Regions from separate parts of the Siniperca chuatsi genome. Here region 2 is linked to region 1. The links are chromatin contacts, called in public Hi-C maps. All regions are on one chromosome and are shown on one strand. The core of a region is the stretch at or near the end of the contact, and the rest is flanking DNA. Distances in the headings are between cores, read along the strand shown. Region 1 holds the start of LOC122879463 (rho guanine nucleotide exchange factor 17-like). Region 2 overlaps LOC122879463 (rho guanine nucleotide exchange factor 17-like).

Region 1 (2,769 bases), core at 185-2,684:
TTTATTTTGTCTGAAATGTGTCACGTGTGTTTGTGTCAGTTTAGAGAGATCCGGATGTCTGTGCACTGTGCCAACATATCTGTGTCAATCAGTATTATTTAGAAGAAATCTTATTTTTGCAAAATACTTTAACATAGAGTAGTATGAGGAATAGATTTATATTTTTGTTATATAGATATAATTATGTTGATGAAAAAGTAACATTTGTGTTTTTGTATATATTTTTTATTTTATTTTATGGAGGTTTTTTTCCCCTCTTACCATGCAGCCATGTTGAGTTGCTTGTGAAAATGTTTTGGATGTTGTCACAATGTAAAACTAACTGAAAACAGCCATTAAAAAAGTCATGCAGCCTGTCATGAGTGCCTTTACGTCAGTCAGACTCTAATGAATGTATATTTTCCCCTTCTTTTTCACAACACAGCATAAACTTTGACTCTCTCTGTCCTCTCAGCTTGGTCAGACCAATGAAAGGCTGATGTATTTGGCAAGGTGGCTAACAACATTTGTAGCCAAATGAAACGTTAACACAGTTTCACCTGGTAACATGACAGTGTCTGGTAGAGATTTCCTTGGAATTTAGTGGGCAAAATTCATATCCCAAAACTTGAATCTGAGCTTCCAAACTGAACAAAGATAAACTTAAATATTAAAAACAGCCAACAGTTGGTGAATATGTAGTGAAAATACTTTGAAGCATTTCTATATGGTTAATTGCTTAAAATTGTGTAGGTAATTTAGCAAAAGTCCTATCAAATTATAAAAACAACTGAATCCCGCTTGTAGACGGAGTCATTGTGATTGATTGTGATTTCGCTTGATTTAAGCTCCATTATCTACCACCAATGTGCGGACATTTTACAGGTCGGACTGTGGAGGGCGCTGCAGTCAGCGTCTGCTCTCCTCTGAGGGAATGAAACACAGAATTCCTCTCTGGAACAAAAGGACCTGTTGACCAGACAGCCTCATGGGAAGCACCACAGAGGGGTTATTGTGCATGAGTGAAAACTTTTTTTCTTTGCCCCCCCGACACTCACCAATTCACCAACACCATCATAACACACTGTGGTGTACAGAGCTATTGTTAAATATGCAGTTACCAATTTAGTGTTAAATCAAAGTGTATCATTCTCTGACTTCCTCTGTGAGCCTTTTCCTCTGATGACAGAAATACTGTAAACTGTATCTTGGAAATCAATAGTGTGTTTATAGTGATATCATCATAGGGATGTTTCTAAGTTTTACAAATATGCTGCAAGTCCAAAATGTTGTTCAAAAATGTGACAGTGCTACTGTCTTTTTCGCAAGGGAAAGGGCTATAATTACATCTATTTTGTCCACAGTATCTGCCTTCTCCTATCAAAAAAGAAAAAAGCTTTTCCTCTCAATCCCCGAGGGGGCTATGACAGCCCCTATACCCCTAGTCCCGCCCACCCCCTCTGCCCTATCTCAGGCATTAACATGCTAAAAACAACATAAGTCACGGAAAAGCAAATCATGCCAAAATAAGGAATCCACAAACAGTTTGGGAATTAATAGTGAATGATGCGTCGGGCCCGTGCAGGCGTGCTAACCTGGCGATGGGCAGAGGTTTAGAGACAGTATGGGATAACAATGGAAAAGTTGAGTTTGTGAACAGGTTGGGAAAGTTTGGGCCAAAAAAAAAATTGTAGCGCTTTTCCTCTTTGCACGGATGCGGTTTCGAGAATCGACAACATGTAAGTTTTGATAACACAGCAGCACTCATCTACTTACTCACTGAGCTATTTATCACTCATTAACCTCATTACTGTGCAGTCTGAAGCTTTGCCAACAATTAAGTTTTAAAAAGAGTGATTGTTGTTGGGTTTTCATGCCGTTAGGCTGCGTGGGGGAAATGGACCACAATTCCAAAAGGTGCTTGGATCTGTAGCCTAATATCCGTGGAGTTAAAATGTGTGTGTGTGAAATCTAACAAAGAAAGACATGAACAATGGCAGAAAGAGAGAGGAAGAATGCGGCTGTGTACCGCAGCGTCTCTTTCAAAAAGTTGGGGTCCTGGAGCGCCAACAGGAGTGAAGACCAACAACACAAATCAGAGGATCTGGAGGCAGCTGGCGTCGCCCTTCCCCCGGAGCCCAGCAAAGCAGAACAGACCCTGGCGACGCGTAATGTCAGTGTGTCAAGAAAAGTTTCCAAAATCTCTGCCACCACCGCCGGCCTCCCAACCGCAGATCCAAAGAGAGGCTCCTCCACTCCTCTCTCCTCTATTTCTCCATCCATCCGCCAACTCACTGAGAAGTTTAGCAGCAGCGGCTCCGCCGGCACGGATAGAGCCTCACCGGGAGACGGCGCAGCAGTGACGCGAGGGAGCAGTACTTTTCCACGGGCCAGGGGCTCCAGGAGAGACGGGTCTCGGTCTCGTAAATCTTTTCACGAGGACAGCGGTGGTGGATATTTCCAGGATAGTGATAATACTACTGCAGAGTCTCTCACAGACAACAAAGTGCAAAAGTTTCACTCTGGCACCGACTCTGTGTCAGGCTCGGACTCAGAGAAGAAAAGTGAGAAACAGATTTTTTCACGTTTATCAACCGACAGCAGCAGCAACTCTGGTAAGAGAGATTATTCACAGATCAATGCATGTCCCTCTGATCCCAAAAAGACTTTGACCACAGATGAGGAAGAGGATGTTACTGGTAGAGGGGTTCCTTCACCCTGTAAATCTCACAGAAGTTACCTCTCTACACACCACAGTGACTTTATTCCCCTGCACTCTGACAAGTGGCC
Region 2 (2,769 bases), core at 72-2,571, 48 kb after region 1:
CCCATTTGGAGGGTAATTGGGGAGTATGAATGGATGATTACTGTGGTATTTTGTGTTTCACTCTTTAGCCATGTTCAGCCCTGTATTTATTCCCTCCATTCCATTGTGTTTGTGTTTATATCTCAGGGCAGAGTAGACTTGGACTGAATCCCCCACTCTGTGAAGGAACAACTGTGTAGATCTTAAGAAAAATGATTTGACTGGTGGGCATGTAAAAGTCAACCTAACATTCACTATAAAAAAACAACAACCCCAAAACAATAATACTTTTCTGCACAATGTTTGCCCATTTTAGACGGCAAGTTTTCCACTCACAATCACTTTCATGCACTCTGTCACCCACACACACACACACGCACACTCCTACATCCACACACCACCTTTCACCCTCCGGTGGTACCCCACAGCGCCCCTGGGATCCCTTTAGATGCCAAACACTAAACATGGCCTTTCTGGGAAGTCATTGTTACTGTTATTTATAGGGCACAGTGGTGCTGGCAGAGGGGAGCAGGGGAAGAGGGAAAGAAAGTCCTCCTCTGTGTATTTTTGTGGCGCCTGTGTATGTGTGTGTGTGTGTGTGAAAGACAGTGAGAGAGAGAGAGAGACATTGTGGTTATATATGCACCATAGGGTTTTGCCTGTGGCTCTCGCTGATATTTATAAGTCATGTTTGGTACCAGAATATTTTGGGAGTCTCCCCTGAGACCCCTGAGATAATATGTTGGTCTTGTTCCATGATCCGTATACTCCCCTTGTTATTCTCCCACCTCGCTCTCTCTGACACACACACACACACACACACACACACACACACACACACACACACACACACACAGCCTGTCTCAAGTGATAGGATGGACTTCATCGCATTATAACCAGAGAAAAGAGTGATGGATTTCAATTGTTGCCACTAAATTTTGGGGGGAAAGCTTGTGGAAAACTGTGTTTTAGCTACTAGTGGTCCCCTTATGTTTCAAAATAACAAGTTGCTCATTGATTTTGATTCATCTCACAGTGTAGAAGAGTAAAACATAACACGAAGAAAAAACGTACCCGTTTACGTATTTTCTTACTTCCTTCATCTGTCTGTCCTCTCTTCACTTTCATTCTGTCTGTTTCCTTCTGGGCCTTAATGTGTTGGGTTTGTGTCCTCTGTGTGTCGGAGCAGCTTCTTCACTTGTATCCATAAATCATGAGTCATTGTTCGAGTGAACTGCTGAGTCACGCTTTGCTTCTATGGACTTCCTGGCCTCAGTGGCCTCTAATCCGGTCCCTGTGTTTGTTTGTGTGTGTGTGTTTGTTTGTGTGTGTGTGTGTGTGTGTGTGTGTGTGTGAGAGCTATGAATGTGCAATGATTGTGACATATTTGCAGCCTTGTCTGTGTTTGCCTCTCGTACAATAATATTTATAATAGAGCACACTGACATTTAAGATCTAGTATTTCAATCAAACAGTTCCAGGAACTTAAAGCTGTAGGAACCAAAAAGTCAGAACTTCTCAGTATTTCTTTTGCTTCTGTAGGACTGCGAAGATTAGGCAAATTAGACCAATAACGGTTTAAAAAACTACGATGTGGTATGAGACGTATGTCTTGCATACGAGACAGCAGTGATCATGATGTTCTTTGTCTTTCAGTGTCTGATGTTGGAAAGGAGACGTGCAGAGGTAGAAATGTTAAATTTAAAATGCCAGAAAGGCAAACGGCCCAAGTATAAAAGGACTGCTGAGTGTTTTTAAAGTAATTTTTCACTTCAGTACGTATCAGCAATGAACAAACGTTAAGGTGAACAAAAGTTAAGTTTCATTAAAGTTTCTACTGCTTGCTCATACTCCATACTCCATTCCTATCTCTTGCTTTTATATACTGCGGCACAACTTTATGATATTTCCATCCATAGTCACGATATTGACAGCAGGAACAGTTGCAGTTTTGAGTCGTGTGTTTGCCCAGTTAGCAACATTCAGAACAGCAGGGTCAATGTTCTTGCGTCGTAAGAAAGCCATACCTCAGCAACGGGGACTTTTTTGGGGTCAGAAACTACGACCTATAGGAACTAAAACCAGAACTAGGTTCCTGTGAAAATGCATGTAAAGTTCCTGAGTTCCAGGAAAAATTCCTGTAGTGGGGGAAAAAAGGCTGTAATAGAAGAGTGCATGTACGTGTTCAAAACCAGGCTGACTTGTTTGTGTTTCTGTGACTTGTTTGTTTGAATCTGCCTCAAGGTTTTTAATGCATCTATCCACTATCTTTGTTATTTACCTTTTTGCTGTCATACAGCCTAACACAGCAGTTGTAAGACACAACAGAGTCACACATTATTAAGGGAATCAGCTATTTTATTATCATAATAATGCCGTTCCTGTTTAGCATGACCCAAAAGTGGAGTTTCACTGGTAATGGTGCGATTCTGGTTTCTTATTTCTTATATATTTTCTAATTTATTTATTTTCTTATTTTTTAGTCTTCATCAATTTATGCTGGGCATATATTATATAAAGCATGTAGGAGCTTTGTGAAGTGTGTAGCTGCAAACTGCTAGCAGAGTCTTGTCTTATTGCTGTCCTTGTGTCTTGTGAACATGAAAGGAGAAAGTTGGTTAAAGCGAGATCCAAATGGCCGCAAATATCACTTTTCTTGAGATTTTCTTTTATTGTTGCCTTAAGAGTTTTTACAGTGAAGGTACAGACAGGACACATAGGGAAAGAGAGAGGAGTGACATGCAAAGGTTCCCGATGTGAATCGAGCCAAGGATGTTGCAGTTATGTGAT

Evidence for each region. A called contact is a pair of places that touch in the nucleus more often than the background predicts.
Region 2: a Hi-C map of an unstated tissue shows a contact between it and region 1, with 2.3 times the contacts expected there. The contact joins the enhancer-like site here to the promoter of LOC122879463 in region 1. A contact is called at or near these places in 2 of 3 Hi-C or Micro-C datasets (skeletal muscle and an unstated tissue).

Annotation. Positions count from the first base shown.
Region 1 is chrLG7:14,919,269-14,922,037 of ASM2008510v1, forward strand. It overlaps LOC122879463 (rho guanine nucleotide exchange factor 17-like), which reads left to right and starts at 1,435. Exons shown (of 25, transcript XM_044203578.1): 1 at 1,435-1,718; 2 at 1,863-2,769. The coding sequence starts at 1,973. It overlaps LOC122879464 (P2Y purinoceptor 3), which reads left to right. Exons shown (of 3, transcript XM_044203583.1): 3 at 1-376.
Region 2 is chrLG7:14,967,405-14,970,173 of ASM2008510v1, forward strand. All of the region lies in intron 2 of LOC122879463 (rho guanine nucleotide exchange factor 17-like), which reads left to right. Among protein-coding and RNA genes, the nearest start is that of LOC122879466, 3.4 kb to the left of the region's middle. Within about 2 kb of position 1,322, the one cell type or tissue checked has an H3K27ac peak away from gene starts, as active enhancers do.